6 separate regions of the Mus musculus genome follow, and all the other regions are linked to region 4. The links are chromatin contacts, called in public HiCAR-type, HiChIP or PLAC-seq and promoter capture Hi-C maps. All regions are on one chromosome and are shown on one strand. The core of a region is the stretch at or near the end of the contact, and the rest is flanking DNA. Distances in the headings are between cores, read along the strand shown. Region 1 holds the start of Golga3 (golgi autoantigen, golgin subfamily a, 3). Region 2 holds the start of Chfr (checkpoint with forkhead and ring finger domains). Region 3 holds the start of Pxmp2 (peroxisomal membrane protein 2). Region 4 holds the start of Mtf2 (metal response element binding transcription factor 2). Region 5 holds the start of Gtpbp6 (GTP binding protein 6 (putative)). Region 6 holds the start of Ddx51 (DEAD box helicase 51).

Evidence for each region. Promoter capture Hi-C pulls out the DNA fragments that hold promoters and counts their contacts. HiCAR-type assays count read pairs that join an accessible place to other places. HiChIP or PLAC-seq counts read pairs in DNA pulled down with a chosen protein or histone mark.
Region 1: a contact with region 4 is called in a promoter capture Hi-C map of pre-B cells, with 3 times the contacts expected there. The contact joins the promoter of Golga3 here to the promoter of Mtf2 in region 4. A contact is called at or near these places in 4 of 39 promoter capture datasets (frontonasal cranial neural crest, hippocampal neurons, pre-B cells and 1 more).
Region 2: a contact with region 4 is called in a HiCAR-type map of astrocytes, with 9 times the contacts expected there. The contact joins the promoter of Chfr here to the promoter of Mtf2 in region 4. A contact is called at or near these places in 3 of 39 promoter capture datasets (cranial neural crest, liver and maxillary cranial neural crest) and 1 of 115 datasets of contacts at active chromatin or transcription factors (astrocytes).
Region 3: a promoter capture Hi-C map of liver shows a contact between it and region 4, with 2.9 times the contacts expected there. The contact joins the promoter of Pxmp2 here to the promoter of Mtf2 in region 4. A contact is called at or near these places in 2 of 39 promoter capture datasets (the C10 cell line and liver).
Region 5: an H3K4me3 HiChIP or PLAC-seq map of forebrain shows a contact between it and region 4, with 13 times the contacts expected there. The contact joins the promoter of Gtpbp6 here to the promoter of Mtf2 in region 4. A contact is called at or near these places in 1 of 39 promoter capture datasets (hippocampal neurons) and 6 of 115 datasets of contacts at active chromatin or transcription factors (embryonic forebrain, embryonic midbrain, embryonic stem cells and 2 more).
Region 6: a promoter capture Hi-C map of pre-B cells shows a contact between it and region 4, with 2.3 times the contacts expected there. The contact joins the promoter of Ddx51 here to the promoter of Mtf2 in region 4.

The regions. Positions count from the first base shown.
Region 1 is chr5:110,175,226-110,178,612 of GRCm38.p6, reverse strand. It overlaps Golga3 (golgi autoantigen, golgin subfamily a, 3), which reads right to left and starts at 1,756. Exons shown (of 24, transcript NM_001347389.2): 1 at 1,691-1,756. Gm15787 (predicted gene 15787) reads left to right here and starts at 2,109. Exons shown (of 3, transcript NR_040431.1): 1 at 2,109-2,296.
Region 2 is chr5:110,134,403-110,137,381 of GRCm38.p6, reverse strand. It overlaps Chfr (checkpoint with forkhead and ring finger domains), which reads right to left and starts at 1,552. Exons shown (of 18, transcript NM_001289577.1): 1 at 1,448-1,552; 2 at 1,188-1,331. The coding sequence starts at 1,320.
Region 3 is chr5:110,284,630-110,287,991 of GRCm38.p6, reverse strand. It overlaps Pxmp2 (peroxisomal membrane protein 2), which reads left to right and starts at 1,824. Exons shown (of 5, transcript NM_008993.2): 1 at 1,824-2,108. The coding sequence starts at 1,987. It overlaps Pole (polymerase (DNA directed), epsilon), which reads right to left and starts at 1,673. Exons shown (of 49, transcript NM_011132.2): 1 at 1,543-1,673. The coding sequence starts at 1,604.
Region 4 is chr5:108,064,356-108,067,690 of GRCm38.p6, reverse strand. Mtf2 (metal response element binding transcription factor 2) reads right to left here and starts at 2,017. Exons shown (of 15, transcript NM_013827.3): 1 at 1,726-2,017. The coding sequence starts at 1,730.
Region 5 is chr5:110,106,732-110,109,862 of GRCm38.p6, reverse strand. Gtpbp6 (GTP binding protein 6 (putative)) reads left to right here and starts at 1,666. Exons shown (of 10, transcript NM_145147.5): 1 at 1,666-2,007; 2 at 2,666-2,803; 3 at 2,923-2,993; 4 at 3,080-3,131. The coding sequence starts at 1,692.
Region 6 is chr5:110,651,603-110,654,954 of GRCm38.p6, reverse strand. It overlaps Ddx51 (DEAD box helicase 51), which reads right to left and starts at 1,504. Exons shown (of 15, transcript NM_027156.3): 1 at 1,167-1,504; 2 at 944-1,077; 3 at 337-487; 4 at 1-86. The coding sequence starts at 1,467. Noc4l (NOC4 like) reads left to right here and starts at 1,573. Exons shown (of 15, transcript NM_153570.2): 1 at 1,573-1,732; 2 at 1,824-1,944; 3 at 2,536-2,642; 4 at 3,169-3,276. The coding sequence starts at 1,616.

The DNA of each region.
Region 1 (3,387 bases), core at 507-3,006, 2.1 Mb before region 4:
GCTTATTTCCTCATCAATAAAAACACAGAGAAAATAAAGCCGGGCATGGTGGATCACGCCTTTAATCCCAGCACTCGGGAGGCAGAGGCAGGTGGATTTCTGAGTTCGAGGCCAGCCTGGTCTACAGAGTGAGTTCCAGGACAGCCAGGGCTATACAGAGAAACCCTGTCTCGAAAAACAAAACAAAACAAAACACAGAGAAAATAAATACAAAAATTTTGCTAGGATTGACTACAATAAGATATAGGGTCTCTGCTAAACAAGTGTAATTAATTCTCCTTTCAACAGCTGTTGAAAGAGCCAAATTGCAGTTATATTCTCACTTGAGAGAGAAAAAAAAAAAACACTACTTAAAGCAATTGGCCAAAACCCAGCTATTTTTAAATCTGAGCAACTTTCATTTCTTCTGTTTCCTTTCTTTTATAAGAAATAGGGAAGAAACAAGATTTTCCAGATTTGTGTCTGTGTTCATACGCACAGTTGTGTGGAGGGCAGAGGACAACTGAAGAGTGGATGCTTTCCTTCCACCACAGGGCTCCCAGGGAACTCAGGTCATCAGACTCTATAACATTCAACCACTCAGAAGTCTTTCCGATCTGCTTTTGGATTTTTTAGACAGAATATTGCTATGTAGCATGGGCCTCAAGCTGGCTGAGGTCTTCCTGTCTTGACTTCCCAAGAGCTGGTATAACAGACATGTGCCACCCTATCCAGGCTTTTCCTTTTCTTTCCATTCAAGGTACACTGTATCTGAGTCATTAACGGACTATAAAAGTCAGGCGGCATTTGTAAATGGTTTACAGTGTCCTACTGACAATAAAATACAAACTTCTTAGCCTCGACCGGAGACCACTTTAATTGGGTTCCTACTTATGTCTGTACCCCTCACATGCTGTGTCTTTTTTCATTATCTGGCTATATCATGCATCCAGAAGTACAACTGACTCTCCATAGGGTCTCTACACTTCTTGTTCACTTTTCTTGAGACATTCCTCTCAATAATTTTGCACAAACGATTCTTGTCATGGAGGCCTGTCTTGACTCAAAGGTAAACTCTTCCGAAGGTTGCACAAACCTAATCCTCTCAACTGTTTTGAGTTGTCAGTATACCTCCACCAGAAAGTGATGAAAACAGAGACCAAAACACTACTGTATCCTGGGACCTTTTACAAACAGGGCCTCTTTTTCTATAAACATTCAGTAAGCGCCCGTGGGAAGGTGGTAAGCTGTTCGCCTAGCTCTCTCTGGTCACTGACTCCACTGACCATGTTCAGCAAACACCTCTGAGCACCAGAATCAAAACAACCTAAGTCCCCCACGCACTGTACGACTTGCCACCATGTCACGTTCGTCATCAACTGCAAAAGGAGCAGACTTCAAACACGCTGACCCAACCAAGCAGCAGTAGCAACGCTCTCAGGGCAGACCGCATTCCGTGGGTGCAGAAGCAGTCTCTGCATTTACTGACAACCCAGCTGCGAGGCAGGTTTCCAACCCCACGGAGTAAAAGCAAAAACTGACTTGAGCTGACCGCGGCTGACCCAAAGTCTGCGCGACCCTCACCGGACTCTGCATCCGCCTTGCCCCTGTACGCCTCTCTGGGCGCGGCCAGGGTTGCCCCAACAGTTCCTCCACGGTCCTCTGCCACAAGGTCCCGACCCTCCTCAGTAATAGCCCCCAAAACCCTCACCGGTTCCGGCCCAACCCTGCGGCTCCGGTAGGACGTGGCTGTGCAAGGGGCGGGGCGCAACAGGGTACCAGTCTCGGGCAACCCCCCGGAAACAAACGGTCCGCGAGGTCTTCGTTCCGGAAGAGAGGCTGCCCTCAGCGGCCAGTAGCCACTTTCAAATTGGGGTTGGTATGGATCTCCGGACAGATTGAGATATCCTTCAGAAAGTGGACTTAAAATTTTGTGTGCCTTCCCTTCAGAGGAACAACTTCCAGCCTAAGAGACGAAATCAGGACAACCCTCCCCCCCCCCCCAAAAAAAGAAAAACGCTTCCGGTGGTAGTGACGTTGGACTCGCCACGCTCCCGCCCCTCGCGGCCTTCTGACTGGTGGGTATGACGATCCACGTGGCCACGCCCCCGGGGCGTGGCTTCCCCGCCAGACACCGCCTCCACCACAGTTCTGACAACTTGTTCCTAAGTGTTTGTCAGTCTTGTTTGTATTATTGCCAGTGTTATACATGGCCGGACACTGCGCCACGCGACTGCATTGCCAGCCACGAGGAAGTCTGACAAGTATCACAAGCTCGAGGACTGACTGGACTATAAAGTGGGACTTGTCTTAAAAGGTAAAAAGACGTCTGCGGTGTAGTTCAGAACTCTTGGGTTCAGTCTCTAGTATGTGAAGATAGGAAAGGAGAGGAAGTTCTCACAACACAATATTAAACTATTGCCACTGCTACATGGGGAAAATGCTAAGTATACATTTTGTTTTCAGTGCTCGAGATTGTATCCTGGGCCTTGAACATGTCTAGTAACCTCCCCACCTCCAAGCTACATTTCCAACCCCAAATAAAAATGACCAAAGCTTTACAAAGATATAATTTACATGCTGTAAAGTTTGCTCCTGTTTACGATTTTATCATTATTTCTGTTTCTGAGTGTCCTTGCCTGTACATTTCATACCAATAGGGTTCATATACTGTATAGCTTTGAGTTCTTTTTCAAATTGTATCCATGTTGTACATCTTTTAGTGCTTCGTTCTTATTGCTAATATCCTATTGTTTGGATATTTCCCTTTTGTTTCTGCTCATCAGTCAATGAACAAATTTGAAGGGTCTTGAGGTAGACAAAAGGACTGACAGGGTCCCAGCTTTATATGTCCAGGGGTTGATGGGGGAACCTGCTGTATCTACTGAGGACTGTTGTGTGCCAAGGACTTTGCCAGATGCTGTCTGCTTTCAGGAAACTTACTTCTTGGAGGGAAATAGTAAAAAACAGACATACAAGAGAGTAGATGATGTCAGAGCTGAATAAAGAGACAGGTGGGTAGACATTCTGCAATCTTATGGATTATTGAGAAAGGACCTCTCTGAACCTGGTGAGTGGCTCAGCAAGCAAGGTCACTTGCAGCATAAGACTGGCAATTTGAAGCTTATATAGTGGTGGAAGAAGTGAACCAACTCTACAAGTTGGCCTCTAATCTCAACGTGTGCACTTTAATACACTCACCATATATATTTACACATATCACATACATACACAATAATAATTTTTTAAAAAAAATGTAGAGACATCTCATCAATCTGAGTCAATTTCTAAAGAAAACATAGCTGTGGAAAGATGCTTCAAACCTGCCCGAGAGGTTTGAGCATGATGAAGATCTAGGAGAGTGTTAAATACGAGTAGCACGAGGAGGGGAGATCGGTGTGAGCCTAG
Region 2 (2,979 bases), core at 303-2,802, 2.1 Mb before region 4:
CTCAATGAGAGCCTAGAGCTCAAGAAGTCTGCAAAAGTAGTCCCAGCAAGCAAACGTGGCTCCTTCTGTCTCTGCCTCCTCACAACTAGGACTAGTCATGTACCACCACACTTAGTTTTTTACATAGGCTCTGGGGATTTGAACTCAGGTCCTCAAGCACTTTACCATCTAAGCTCTCTCCGAGTCCAAAGCTAGGTTACACACAAGCAGTTCATGTAAGATTTTATCAATCCTCCTAGCAAAATAAGGTGGACACAAGTTATAGAAATCTATGTCCTAATCCCAGCACTCGGGAGGCACAGGCAGGTGGATTTCTGAGCTTGAGGCCAGCCTGGTCTACAGAGTGAGTTCCAGGACAGCCAAGGCTATACATAGAAACCCTGCCTCATAACCGCCCCCCCAAAAAAAACAAAAACAAAAACAAACGAAAAAAAGAAATGTATGTCCTTGACCCAAAGCAATCGATGTTGGGATCTGTGTATAACTTTGTTCAAATTCTCAGTTTCCTAAGTTCATTAAATAAATTATTCTATTTCCTGGGACTTTGAGATCTTTTCAAATAGAAACCCTGCCATTATAAGTTGCCCTCAGAGCACTGGTTTAACAGTGTCCTAGTCTTCCAGCATATTCTTTGTTCTCATTTGTCACAAAACATTTTTTCTAAAGTCCCTGTGGTTTATTTTTTTTCACCCGTCAACCTTTTAACAGTGGTGTCAAATTTCTACATACCTTTTTTCAGTTTTCCTTTTGTTAATAATTTCTAATTGCATTTCATTGAGAAAGAGAAGTGTACAGTAATGAGGACAAGATCGTATTTCGAAGGATATATTTACAGATCTATTTCACAAAGTTGTACTGAGAACTGACTGATATCCATCATCAAGCATCCAGAAGAGCAACTGCACAAATAAATAAGCCCATTTTATGGGGGGGGGGGGGGGTTGAAAAACAGTGCACACACACACACCCCCCGAATTCCAGTAGCTTCTGTATCGCCAGCCGGGTACTTTTCCCACTTCAAACCCCCTGTCGGTTTCCCCATCTAAACCCACTCTGACTAGGTCTTCGATCCTGTTCTAGGCCCTCGGTCTCCTCTCAGTTGGGTACCCACTTTAGGTCCCTATGCTTCATCCCTGTCTACCCCTTTAGCCTTTATCCTCGTCCTCACTCCACTCTGGCCACCGCACCTCTCCTCCTTCCGATGGTCCACTCGCGTTTCCAAAGAAGGATCTGGGGTTCGTCCTCCTCTGCGCCTAGACGAAGAAGCCTCCCCCAGGGTTCCTGCGGCGGCGGCGGCTGCTCTTCCCCGTGTAGCTCCATAGGACTCACATCTACAGAGACCCAGAAACGCCGGCTCAGGGACTACTTAAAAAACGCTCAGCACCGCTGCTATAGCCTGGCCGCCGCCTGCCTCCCCAGCCAGGACCCCACCCGCCGGCCAGCTTACCCCACGCCCTGCGCGGATCCCGGAACCGGCCTTACAGTCGCCGCCACCGCTGTCAACAGACATCTCGGGTACCCCAGCTGATCCACGGGAGGCGAGGGGGAGGGGAGCAGAGCGGTACGCCCTGTGATTGGCTGGCGGCCGTGCCCACCGAGAGCGACGGCTAGAGCGGTGCCAGAAAAGGCTATCCGGAGGGGGCGGGGCGGAGCGATCGGAGCCTGCGCAGATGAGAGAATGTGCACCTTGTTGCCATCTTTGATGCTGGCAGGCAGGCGCACTTACCTTCCTGCAAAAGCACGGAAGTAGCTGTGGAGGGCACCATGTTAGATTCGGGCCAAAAAAAAAAAAAGACCGAGTAACTTATAGATCGGAAGGTCCTTAAAACCTCACTTGTAATTCCGAGATAAGGTGCTATTTTCACACGTCAGATTACAAAATGTGAAAGCTTGGTACAGTGGGCCAGCCCTTCGCAAGGAGCATAATTTAAGATGTCAATTAGAATAGAAACAGGTAACTCGTCTCTGAGGGCTGATTTGCGGTATCTTTAAATCCTGTTTCTTAGGATCTTGTGTCATTCCCGAGTTGTATGCTACAAGCATGTTGGTGACCCCCCGGTGAGAGAGAAACACTGGCAAAAACAATGCCCTGGAAGAAAGTCACTGAAGACAGAGAAGCAAAGTCCACACACAGTGGTTCTTGAGCAGCTCGGAGTAATGTCTTTGCTGGTGAACAGCTTCAAAAAAGTATTAAACATCTGTTTGTTTGTTTGTTTGTTTGTTTGTTTGTTTTGTAAAAAGAAAACACATACACAGACACATTTGTAAATATATGTGGAAATGCGTCTTTGCCTATGTCTACAAAGATTTACTCAAATACTTTTGAAAGGATATAAAAGTAGCAGTGGCTGCCTCCGGGAACATGGATTTGTACCGGTCTGAAAATCGCCGAAGAAGACCCCAGACATAGATAATATGCAAAGACAAAGAGCGTTTATTCTGAAGAAACAAGCAGTATGTGGGTCACATTTTTTGAAATGGTGTCCGCAGTCAAGGGTGTGTGGGCCTTCTTATTGGGGGGTGGATATTAGGTAATCTCTAATGTGATTGGCTGGGCCACTGTTCACATTTGGGAACTGAACTGTGACCCTCACCCCCACCCCCCAGTTAAGATTATATAGAGTTTTTAAGCCTAAAATCCACAAACATCTGTGCTAAATTATTCCACCAATCAGGATTTAGGGATAGAGGGTTTACTTAGGAACTTGTCTTTGTTGTATATGTACCCTGCTCCCATTGATCTGGGTACTCAACTTGCAGGGACTTGACTTACCTAACATTCATGTCCTAACTTGTCACAGTACCCATGTACATATTTCTTTCTGCCAAGTAGGATGTCAATTCCCAATAGGCCTTAGGAACTTAAACTTTACTCGGCCACTAGTCAAAATGAAAGTCTTATTCCAAATAATTTCTTATATTGGTGCAGGTGTCTCTCTTATGTTGGGGTTCATCCTAGGGACAGCTTATACCATGAAA
Region 3 (3,362 bases), core at 575-3,074, 2.2 Mb before region 4:
ATGTAGATAAAGTACTTCACATCTCTCATCTCTAAACTGAAGTCTAGCATGAACATAACAGTATGAGTACTGCCCACCTCACGTGTCTTTCCATGGCATCATGGACATGAAGAAGTCAACACAGTAACTATTGTTACTGTTAGACTGAGGCTTGGATGTATGAAAAAGAACATAGCTCCTTTTTCTAAATCAGGAATGAGCTTGGTAGAGCAAGTAATAGCCTGAGAACCAGGGCCTTGAGGGCGCTGTGGATCCGGATCCTAAGAAATCATCTCTTCTCATCCTTAAGGGGCTATGGTTTTCTGTCCCAAGGCTGCTACCTGCTCTATGACACTGTCCCACCCACCTTTCCATAGAGGTACAAAACCTCTATGTAAGACACTGTACTTGGGGGCTTGAAGAAATGGCTTGGGGCTGGAGAGATGGCTTAGTGGTTAAGAGCACTGACTGCTCTTCCAAAGGTCCTGAGTTCAATTCCCAGCAACCACATGGTGGTTCACAACCATTTACAATGTGATCTGACTGGTGTGTCTTAAGACAGGACAACTACAGAGTACTCACATACATAAAATAAGTAAATACATCAAAAAAAAAAAAAGATGCTGTACTTCCTAATAAACTTGCTTGCATGAGCCATCACTCTGTGTGACACCTCCTGATCCTGAATGCTCTTATCTTCTCCATCTCCTCCTCATCCCCCTGGCCATCACTCTCTCAGGAACCTGTCACTGAAGAACCGCTTACTGGTCCAGGTCAATTACCCTGGCTGCTATGCAGGTGTTGTACAGCAAACCCAGAGCTTCACATATAATAGGAAAACACTATCACTATTCAGCTCTAACCGGGCTTCCACTCAATGAGTGCTCACATTCTGATACACAGTCTTTTTTTTTTTTTTAAGATTTATTTATTATTATATGTAAATACACTGTAGCTGTCTTCAGACACTCCAGAAGAGGGAGTCAGATCTTGTTACGGATGGTTGTGAGCCACCATGTGGTTGCTGGGATTTGAACTCTGGACCTTCAGAAGAACACTCGGGTGCTCTTACCCACTGAGCCATCTCACCAGCCCCTGATACAGAGTCTTATTCTGCCACAGTGTCACCAATCTCTATATACGATATCCACATCAGTTTCCTTTGTCACCATACTCTAGAATCTCTTGCTGATGTGATGCGTAAGGGTTTCGGCTTTTGGTTTAATAAATTGGTTTACTTCGCCGAGCTGGTCTAGACAGAATCTTCCTTTACTTTCCCCGTTCCCTTCTTGTCTGATGAGAATAGATGTTCACCCCTAGTCAAGTCACAGGGCAGGCACAGATATTTCTAGAGAAGCAGCCTGGGCCACGGAGTTGAGTTTAGCATCTCAATAAAAACTACGGAAACCACACAGGGCGAAGACGGGAGCCCGCCCTGTCCTCCGCGCCGCGCGCCGGGCCCGCTGTTTTCCCCACCCCTGAACCCCCGGACACCGCGCCCGCCCAAGCTTGCTCCGGCCGCGGCTACCGCCAGCGCCTTGGCAGCAGGACACCGGCTCTCACCGGCTGCCTTCGCCATCCGCGCCCGGCTCGGGGTGCCTCCGTCCACTGTTCCTCAGGACCATTGCGACGCTCCAAAGCTCCCTCAGGCTCCGGGGAGAATTTGGCGCGCTCTCCACGTGCTCTCGCGAGGCTACGGCTTCGGCCAATGAGAAGGCGCGGCCTCAGATGGACCTAGCCGGGGCCCGCCCCCATCGCCCCGCCCCGCCCCGCCCCGCCCCTCGGCTCTCCAATCCTCCGGCGAGCGCAGAGGGTGGGTCGCAGGGACCGGGGGAAAAGAGTGCACTAGCTGGCCGCGCGCGTGGCGGGACGGCCGGGCTCGCTGAGGGCGGAGGAAGGGCAGAAAATGTCAGGCCGTCCCCGCCCTGTGCCCTGTGTCCCGGGCCGGGTGCCCGACTGCCTAGCTGTTGGGTGGGCGCCCGGGGCGACTTAGACATCCGGACCGCGATGGCACCTGCGGCGTCCAGGCTGCGGGTGGAATCCGAGCTCGGGTCGCTTCCCAAGCGAGCGCTCGCCCAATACTTGCTGCTCCTAAAGCTCTACCCGGTGCTCACCAAAGCAGTCAGCAGGTGGGCGCCTACTGGGAAGTGGGGTGAAAAGGAGGGGTGCCGACAGGGGAGACTCTCCTGCAGGGGAGGTTAAGAGAGGGGGCGTCTGCAGACCAAGCAGCTCAGATATTGCCCGAGCAGCAGTGGATCTCAGCCTGTACGTCGGGAACCCCTTAAAGGTTGAACGACCTTTGTACAGGGGGTCACGTATCAGATATCCTGTATATCAGATATTTACGTTATGATTCACAACAGTAGCAGCATTACAGTTTAGAAGTAGCAGTGAAAGTAATTTTATGGTTGGGGTGACCACACCATGAGGAGCTAACTGTATTATTAAAGGGTCACAGCGATAAGAAGGTTGAGAACCACTGCTGTGGAGGAAGGCAGAGTTCTTCCTTAAGGTGCGACCCCGTTCTGCTTAGCCAGTAAGTGCTGTTTGTGTGTTGGGTCCCAAGCATTAGTTAGCCTTTGCAGTCTGAGTGTTGTGAAGACCCGCGAGTCAGGGACACATTCTAACCCTGAGCAACCCAGGCACGGTCGCTGGTGAACTCTGCCCTTTGAATTACATCGTTCGGTTTCCTAACGAGATATCCCTGTTTCTGTTCATTTCCATTAGTGCATTTTGTAGGTTCTGTATTAACTTAGCTTTTCCATAAGTGTGTGCAGAGTGCTTCCTGTGCGCGGGCACATAGCTGTGATCAGAACAGGCGCATAGACTTCTCTCGGAGCTAAGAAGAACGAGTCCATCTTCCCACCCCACCCCACCCCACCCCCGCAAAAGGCAGATAAATGTATAACTTAGAGCAGTTAGGGAAATTTCTCCTGGGTTGTTGACGTTGGTCAGAAGCACAGAGAAGAGAAGCGGTTGTTTACAGGGCACAGTAAGTGTAAAAGTTCTGGGGGAAGAATTCAGAGAATGTCGGAGGGGTGAAGAGAAGGACTCTGGTGGAGAAAATGACCAGGGAGAGTAGATAGGAAGAGGTAACCAGGGGTCAAGTCAAGAGGGTCCTTATGATCCATACTAAAAGTTTTGGATTTATAGCTTTTTAGAAGACAGCTGTGGTGGTTAAAGCTAGTTGTCAACTTGATAACATTTAGGAATTAAGCATGCCTGAGGGGCTTATCTTGATTATCTTCTTTGAGCTGGGAAGATCTGCCCACTAGGGGCGCCACCATTCCTAGTTGGTGTCTGACTGGAAGTGGAAAAAGTGAGCTAGCTGAACCGCACGCGTTTTCTCTCTCTTTTCATTGTGGGTGTGCTGTGAGGAGATC
Region 4 (3,335 bases), core at 768-3,267:
AACCCTGTCTCCAAAAATAAATAAATAAGTAAGTAAATAAATAAATAAATAAATAAGAAAAGGAGAAAACAAAAGGAAAAGAAATCTCCACAGTACACATTTAAATATAGTTGCATACCCAATGATAGTTGCTGATGTGAACTCAAGTAAAGTAATAACAGCCGAGCATGGTAGTGATCTCCATCAGCATTCAGTGTGCAGGTGCAGACAGATCTGTCTTTTCAAGCCAGTCTGGAATACAAAGTGAGTTCCAGGCTGGCCAGAGTTATATAACGAGACCCTGCTTCAAAACTTAAAAAGGAAAAACAAAAAAACAAAAAACAAAAATCCTCCACTTAAAGCATTGTCCAGGGGGCTGGAGAGATGGCTCAGTGGTTAAGAGTGCCGATTGCTCTTCCAGAGGTCCTGAGTTCAATTCCCAGCAACCACATGGTGGCTCACAACCATCTGTAATGGGATCTGATGCCCTCTTCTGATGTGTCTGAAGACAGCAATAGTGTGCTTATATACATTAAATAAAAAAATAAACATTTAAAGTATTATCCAGCATCCTAAAAAGAATCAGTTTTTTTACCCACAATTCTCTCCCAAAAAAGAAATTCCCAAAAGAAAAATTAAAACATAAAGGCTGAAAACAGTCTGCAGAAGTTCCTATGAAGATTACATGGAATCTATTTGAAGGAGAAAGTACTTGCTGCTAGAGAAAACGGAGTCAACCAACCACTAACATATTTCTAGCTCTACTTTGATCTCATGAGGTACTTTTCTATGTCAATTACAGGCTTGTCTGGGTTTTCAAATTCTAACTACTGTTGCATGGTAATATCTTCAACCAAAGTTAAAGGTTTTAAAGAATAAAACAGCATTCCATACCCCTTTTCCTATTGTTCACAATCTCTCGTACCACTCAATAAATCCATCTCTGCCAAAGAAAAAATTAACCACCAAGGACTGCAGATTGTAAATCACAGTTAAGAGTTCTGGCACTATGGAAATGTGTTAAGAAATCCTGGAAAATTTTGGTTAAACCCCTTAGTGCCGTAAGTAACTAAGTTGTAATGATGAATACAAATTATCAGGGCAAGAAATTTTAATTGAACGGAAGAAATGCCTCCAAATAAAAGCTATCTCTTCCCCGTATCAATTCACCTATCACTTCTTCTCTTTAAGCTTCCAGGGCTTGCTTTCCAGGGTATTTTCCTCATCCTCGTACGCTAGCTATCTAGCCCACCACTAGATTCCCCTACCACAATTCCACACAATTCCAGCACCCTCTGGTTCCAAACTGCTACTTTCCTTAGCACCCCTTAAAGTGCCAGTCAGCCCCTCTACTAGGCTCCCCGCATTCTGACGGCTCCTCCCCTCGGTTCCCCACCCCCTCATCACCAGGTTCATCCTGCCCCTCCAACCGTCTCCCGCCCCCAGGTTCCTTCCTGCCCTCCAAACACAGCTTCCCTGTCTCAACGTTTTATCTAATTCCACCAACTGACTCCCGAGCGGGGCGCCCCGCTCCTTCCCCCAGTCCCTATTTTTACCAACATCTCACTGACTACCCCTCCCGATCCATTCTTTCAACATATGCATCAATGCAAAAACACCCCCACACAGGACTCCCTTGCCCAAAGCGGAGCCTCCATCTTTCCCCTTTCTTTTGCTTCCTTTCTTTCGTCTCTCCTCATCCCAACCTCCTCCCAAAGAGTCGGTTCCCAGGCCAAGGTCTCTCACCTCATTCGGTCACTTAAGTGGTGCCAACCGCTTCATACAGGAAAATAGAAGCAATCTCGTTCCCGTGGGCGCTCCCCCGCGAGTCCGGGCACTCCCTGGGCACCCGCCCCAGCGGGAGCCCTGCGCACACGCACACACACACCGAGTTCCTTGGGGACGAGGGTTAGGAAGGAGAATGTGCGTGCTCACACCGGCCTCAAACACAGACCACTTCGCAACAGCCCTTCGCCATTTTGGTTTCCCGCGGACTAGCGGTGCATTCTGGGAGCGCGGAGCTACTCCGGGGCCGAATGGCAGCTCTCCAGAGCCGCAGAGGGGCGGGGCCTGCGCGGCGAGCGCGGAGGAACACCGCGCCCTGCGTCCCGGACCAGCGCTGAACAAAGAGGGACTCTTTAACGTCGCGGTGGAATTAAGTCCTCTTGCTGCCGGTGCAGACACAATAGTGAGCGCAGCGCTTCCCGACGCTGATGCTTGCCTTACTAGGTCTTTTAAAAAGAGAGATCGTGTCCAGTCTTTCGTGCGGTCTTTTTTAATGCCCTCAGAAATAGGATATTGCTCAGTACATCTTGATGGGGTGATTTCCTTTCTGAAGAAAGGAAATTATTAACTGGAAAAAATACTTTTCTTTTACCTTCACCTAGAGGCCTGCTGTTATAATCCCCTTAAGTGGGGAGGAGACCCTGGATGGCAAATTTCGTTCAATGAATACTATCCAAATCCAAACTTATCTGGAATCTGTAATGGGAGATTTTCACTTTTTTTTCCTCTGACGATGAACGAGATTTTTTTTTCCCTGTTTACCTGCTTTGTGACCTTTCCTAATTGTAGTGAAATTTGAGCATACCCTCCTGCAAAGCAGTTGATTGAAGGAACACACAACTTTCATACTATTGCAGGCTTTTATATGAGGCCCAGCTGATAAATGGAATGCATGCTTATATCTTTGACTTATATTTGAATGCAACCCAGCACTTATAGAAACACCTGTAATACGTTTCTATTTTGTGAAAATATTTTCAGAGTCATATACTTTTTATCACAGATTATGTCACAGAGGCAGTACTGAATTTTCTCTCTGAAGAAATACCTCTTATGATCTAAATTCCTTTCACTCATATTTCAAGAGTTCCCTTTAAGCTGGGCGGTGGTGGCGCACGCCTTTGATCCTAGCACTTGAGAGGCAGAGGCAGGCAGATTTCTGAATTCAAGGCCAGCCTGGTCTACAGAGTGAGTTCCAGGACAGCCAGGGCTATACAGAGAAACCCTGTCTCGAAAAACAAAACAAAACAAAACAAAAAAGAGTTCCCTTTACCTAGGTTCTGAAAAATCTGGCAAATAGGCATATTCATATTATACTACATTTTTTTTTCTTTTTTGAAGACAGAGTCTATCTATTATATAGCTCTGGTTGTCCTGGAACTCATTGTGTAGACCAGGCTTGCCTCAAGCTCACAGAGATCTTCCTGTCTCTGCCTCCTCAGTACTGGGATTAAAAGGCCTGAGCCACCATGGCTAGCTTTGTATTATACAGTATATTTTATTCAGTACATTATATCAATCTGTGTCTCTCCCTCTTTCTCTCTCTCTCTGTCTCTCTCTCTCTCTCATGT
Region 5 (3,131 bases), core at 417-2,916, 2.0 Mb before region 4:
ACTGGCCTGAAGCATTTTACTACTACTACTACTACTACTACTACTACTTCTTCTTCTTCTTCTTCTTCTTCTTCTTCTTCTTCTTCTTCTTCTTCTTCTTCTCCTTCTCCTTCTCCTTCTCCTTCTCCTTCTCCTTCTCCTCCTCCTTCTTCTTCTTCTTCTTCTTCTTCTTCCTCTTCTTCTTCTTTTAAAGATGCATTTATTTTATGTATGTGAGTACACTTGTCGCTGTCTTTAGACACACCAGAAGAGGGCATCAGATCACATTACAAATGGTTGTGAGCCACCATGTGGTTGCTGGGATTTGAACTCAGGACCTCTGGAAGAGCAGACAGTGCTCTTAACCACTGAGTCATCTCTCCAGTCCTATTTTATTTCTTAAAACTCTTTTTTATTTTAAAATGTATTTGTTTATTTCATGTATATTAGTGTTGTGCCTTATATGCTTGTGCACTGTGTGCATGCTTACAGAGGCCAGGAGGGTGTTGATCCTCCTAAGACTGTTGTGAGCTCTTATGTGGGTGGTGGGAATTAAACTTGTGTCCTCTGGAAACGCACCCCTGAGCCATCTTTCTGTCACCCAAAGCAGATAATTTAAAGGAAGAATTCATTAACTTTTAAATATCTCTTGATGTTCTTGGCTTCTATACCCAAATTAGACATTTCAGCACTACTGTCTGCATCCAGGAAGATACTCATGAAGAGCCAAATATGTGAGTGCTAGGAACTGAACCCCAGTCCTCTGGAGAAGCAACCAGTGCTGTGACATCTTGAACTATTTTAATCATGACTATGTTCAGTGGAGCAGCCAGTCTCTTTACTAGTCTGAGAGACATCTCCAGCTTGGGTTTTGTTTTGTTTTGTTTGTTTGTTTTGTATCCCCTAGTTCCCTGCTTCAGGCAAGTAAGCTAAATGGATTGTCAGCAGCACACATCCCAAGGCTTGATTTGTTCCTACTTTATATGAATATGTCCCCACAACTCCACTCCAGAAAATATATAAATGACTTGAAAAAAAGATACACAGGAGAGAGAGAGAGAGAGAGAGAGAGAGAGAGAGAGAGCGCGCAGCTATCCCAGGTCACAGATATATTCCATTTAGTTCCTTCTAGTTCTTGGTACTGAACATCCTCTAGCCTACCATCTGTGACTCCATCTTCCTCTGTGTTGAGGAGAGTTTCCTGTGGCCCAAGTAAGTTTCAACAGAAACATGAATATTTGTAATTTCTTATAACTAAGCATAAAAGCTAACACATTTTATAACTTATTTGAATTCTATTTTAACATTCAGTGCTAGATTATTTCAATAGCCTATGTCCTTTATACCTAACTTTATTGTCTTCATAAAAGTTGTCATAGGCCAAACCCTGAGTTCTATTGAGTCCTGTGTTGTTCCTTTTGAAATTGCTGTGCCTACACTAACTCTATTCAGATCTTCCACCACTAGGCTTATTTTTATTTGTTTTGTTTTAGAGGCATTGTCCTTTCGGCCCCGCCCCTCGCCGCATGCGCCTTGCTGTCCTTTCTCCCTGACCCCGCCCCTATCCAAGTTTTTCGCTGCGGGTAAGCGATCTGCTCTCGATCCTCCCAGAGCCACCCTTCGCGGCACGCACATGCGCCCTGTTGTTCTTCCCGTCCCTCCCTGCTCTCCCTCCCCCGCCCCCGCAGTCTCTCGCTGCGCGCGCACGCGCCATGCTTTTTCTGCGCGCCGCCGTGCTCCCGGGGTTCTGGCTCCCGCGTGTGCGCCGCGTACAACTCGTTCGGAGCCCCGCGGTGACCCTGCCAAGTCCCGTCCGCACTGTCCACGCCGGGAGCCGGGTCTGGGGGAGCGCGTGGGCGGGGGGCGGTCCCGTCCGTGGTGGGGGCGAGGAGGACCCCCGTGAGGACGAAGAGGAAGAGGAGGATGAGCTGCTCCGCGCCCCACCCCTCCTGCCCTTGGATACACAGCGCGTTTGCGTCCTGCATCCTGACGTCAAACGCCCGGCCGGAAAAAAGCCTCGAAGCACAGGTATCGGGTAGGGCGAGAGTGGGGATTGAGCAGGGAAGCCGGAAGGGGCGAGGACCTGAAGGCCGAAACTTACTAGTGCTATACAGGAAGGCCACGGGGAATTGGGGCGGCGGTGACGCCTAGTTCTGGAAGGGGCGGAGTCACGAGAAAGGAAGGAGAAGCCGAGGGAGGAGCACTGGGGGCAGGGTACTATGATGGACATCGGGCGTACGGTAGAGAGTGTGGATAGTCTGGGATGTGCTGGGTTCGTGGCTGCTCTCCTGGTGGAGTCGGAGTCTGGCGAGCTTGCGTGCTGGGGGCGTGATCTGGCTGAGCATGTGATGGTACCTGGGCCTGCCCGATGGGTGAGGCTGCGCGTGCTCCGGGTGGGACCTTGGGGCGGGACTATCCTAAATTTGTAGGCGGAGTCTGGGGGGGGGGAACATTGGGCGCTGGGGGCGAGTCCTAGAGGTTCTGCCTTTCCCTGGTAGAGCTTTGGATCATGGCCTGGCGAGCTTCTTAGGGTTGTGATGTGAGCTGCAGGGTGGGGACATGGTGTGGGCGGGGGATGCGGACTCTGCGCGGGCGCGGTTTCATCCCAGAGCTAACCCTGTCCACCGCCGTGGTCCGAGGTCTTCCCGCTCGGCCCTTGACTGGATGGACCCTTGTGTCCTCACAGCGGAGTGGCAGGTGGCAGAGGCGGCCGCCCTGGTGCGCGCACTTCCAGGATGGTCGGTCGCGAGTACCCTGGTGGTGCCCAGCGCAGCGCCTGGCAGCAGGCTGGTGTTCGGCAAGGGCAACTTTCAGGACGTGACAGGTGAGCGGTACCTCACCTTTGGCCGCTGGGCATGCGCCTCACCTGCGCTGGTGTAGGATGGGTCAGACTGCCTCCCGTCCTCCTCCTAACCCCATGACGGGCCACTCCCTGTGCTCCAGAAAAGATCAAGGGATGCCAGGACATCACGTCCGTGTTCCTGAACGTGGAGAGGATGGCGCCACCGACCAAGGTTCCCTTGTGTCCCCCCTGATCCTCACATGACCCATGACACCATGTGACCCCTGACTGATCCCTGCGTGGCCCCCATCTCCTCAGAAGGAGCTGGAGTCCGCTTGGGGTTTGCGTGTGTTCGACAGATTCACCCTAG
Region 6 (3,352 bases), core at 255-2,754, 2.6 Mb before region 4:
GAGGTCACTAGGTTGGTAGCCACCTCTGCCTATGAGAAACCCATGGTCAGCACTTTCGAGGAGGGCGGGAATCACAGCTGCCTGGACTGGAAGGAGAGAAGGAAAGGAGTGTGTCAAGTATAGGCCGTGTTATACCATTTCACCCAGGAATTCTCCCGGACAAAGATGCCACCAGGGCTGGAAAATTGTCAAGGACCTGAACCCAAGAATATGGAAGCTCGCTGATCTGATGTGTAGTGGGGACCCCTAAACCACAACCCTGACACTACAGCTCTAACAGCCCAGGGAAAGCTGCCTCGGGGAGTTCACCCCATCATTTGTCCAAGGCTTAGGCACCTGGAAAGTAGGAAGTGATGCCATTAGCTCTCAACTGCTTCTGCAGGTCAGGGTGAACCTCAGGGATGTCCTCAATGGGAGTGAGATCTTCGGTGACACTCTTTTTGACACAGCTTGGCTTAGCCAACCATGCTGGCAGGAAAGGCTGAACCTGAAAGCAAGAAGCAGCGCAAACGTCCCCCAGAAGGCTCCAGGCTTGTGGAGTCATTAGAAACCAGGAACTACAACATTAAGAGACCCTAACCAGTCTTTCTTCAACCCTTCACCACCTCCCACTCTGGCAACCTTTGGACAAGACACCCGGACCAGCAGACACCCTATCCTAGTGCACTAAACACAATCTGGATACTTTGCCTATAAGCCTACCAACCCAGCAAACTGTCTTCATGCACCAAGAAATGTTGCTTTCAACAGGGACAGCAAGGCACGCCACGGGGCTTATCCCAAAAGTTCTTATCCGTCTGGATTTCAGTTTCAAGAGTGTCCCATGCATACCTCCCACTTTCAGTAGTTAAGGTCACGTAACAAAACGAAATCCCCCCCACCCCCCGGCTAAGAACTGAAGAGTCCCGGGAGGACAAAAAGAACCGCGCACAGGCTCACTCACCTTCGGCGTCTTTCTTCTTGCAAAGTCCCCCAGCACCCGGCCTGGAGCCGGGGGTCTCTGGACATCCTCCTGAGGGTTCGCACCCGGGTCCTCTGCGCCGGCACTGAGCTCCTCCGGAGCCTCCTCACCTCTCCCTGAGCGACACAGCACAACGTAGGGGGATGTCAACCCAGCAGCACAGAGAGCCTCCATGCCCCGTCCACACTGCGCACTCACGGCCCACCTGCGTCCACGTCCTTGTCCGCTTTCCGCCGCTTCGCCCTAGGAGCCTCCGAGTTCGGAGTCGCCGAGCCGCTCACCCGACGCCGCCGTCGGGGCCGCCGTCGCCGCTTGCCTGCTGCTGCCGCTTCCCCTTCCCCGGCCGTTCCTGTGGTCTCGAGCTCCGGCTCCCGCTGCTGTCGCTCACGGGCTCTGTTCTGCAGCCGCTCGAGCAGCACTCGAGCCCGGCTGCCCGCCTCTGCGTCCGTATCCCCCTGCCCCGCGGCCTCTGGGCCCGCGTACCGCGCTATGTGGAACAGCGCCATAGCTGCCCCACGCCGCGGTTCCTCTCCGGCGCTCTTTGATGACGTACGCCGCCCCGCGACCTAGAGGCTCGGGTGACGTCACGGGCGCGACTCCGCTCGGCGCACACTTCGGTTTCCAGGAACCGGGAGCAGCATCGGCGGCGGCGGCATGGAGCGGCACCCAGCTTCGGCGAGCTCCAGGCAAGAGCTCGGCCGCCTCCTGGAGGCAGTGCTGACGAGTCGTGGCCAAGCGAACGCGGTGTTCGACATCTTGGCTGTGCTTCAGGTGAGCCGCAGGGGCGGACCTGGGGGCGGCCAGGTCAGTGGGAGTCGCGACGGGGCCGAGCGTCACCTTGTCGGGGCCTCCCCGTGTTCAGTCCGAGGAGCCCGAGGAAATCGAGGAAGGAGTGCGCACGTGCAGCCGACTCTTCGGTACCTTGCTGGAGCGGGAAGAGCTGTTCGTGGGCTCGCTGCCGAGCGAAGACACGGCCCTGGCAGGTGGGTGACCTGGAGGGCGTGGGGTACTCTCCGCTAGGCAGTTCCGGTGGGACGCCTTGTCAACTTAGGATGCACCCCCGAGCCAGGGCCTTGTCATAGACCATGCGATCTGGGAGGACGACGCAGTCACTCATTGTAGCTCAGGAAGCGAGTTGAGATCCGTATACTTGCCAGGACTGCGTGAATCCGTATACGTAGCCGTTTTCACTCACTCACACACACACACACACTCTCTCTCTCTCTCTCTCTCTCTCTCTCACACACACACACACACACACACACACACACACACACACACACACACACACACACCCATGTTTTATTTGCGCCATTTCCGAGTTTGATACTGTCTCTGTCCTAGTGGGGAGACCCAGGTTCTGAGGCAAAGCGAGAGGAACTACATTTCAATACCCCCTTCCCAGTTTGCAGGGCTCAGAAATCGTCTTTCCCAAGCCCCGGTCTGGCATCTTAAATAGTTTACAGCTGTGAAGATGAGAAACAGCCGGAAGATTGGGGCTGAGTTTGGGACCTTGGTCAGGCTTGGCACACATAAATATGAGTGTGAGTTAGCTCTCCTAACTCTGTCCCCAGGGTCCCAGGGAGCCACATACAAATACAAGGTGTGGATAAGACATCGATACCACAGCTGCTGTAACCGCCTAGAGGAACTCCTGGCCCATCCCACCTTCCAGGTCAAGGTGAGTCTTGAAGCCCTTAGCCCAGCTTTTCCTCTCATCTCTAAAGTACTTCACAGCACAGGGGTAGAGGCCTTTGATGCGAGCATCTCTTCCTTCACTTGTCTGAGAGACTTCTACCTAGACATCTTTATTGCTGTTCTTTTCCACTGTGTGCTGTGAATCATCCGGACCTAAAGACATGGAGTCTGTAACCCTAGTTCCAGGCAGCAGATCTGCTTTGTACATTGTCACATTTGTTGAGGCACCTCCAAAACTGGGGGGGACAAGGGAATAGTTAGGTGGCCTCCCCTGCAGGCCCACCCTGTGTACATGCCTCAAGCCAAGTTCTGTTAAGAGTTCTATCCCAGGTCACCATCGGCACACACATGTAACATGGAGCGAGATAAGCTGGGGTCTGGCCTCCTTTCTCTCCTGGTTTTTGGCCCGGTCCTAAGCTTGGTTGTGAGAGCTCCTCCCTGAGGCTAGAGGAGCTTTGGGGGCCTCCTGAAGGGTGGAGGCCTCACGCTCACTCTTCTCTGCATCCCAGGAACTGGCCCTCAAGACACTCATGAAGTTTGTGCAGCTGGAAGGAGCAAAACCACTGGAGAAGCCTCAGTGGGAAAGCCACTACCTCTTCCCCCGCACACTCTTCAGGGTGAGGCCTTGGTGGGACCTGGAGGACCGTGGTGGCCACCGCCTAAGGCCATCCCATGAGCCAGCAGACTGAACAG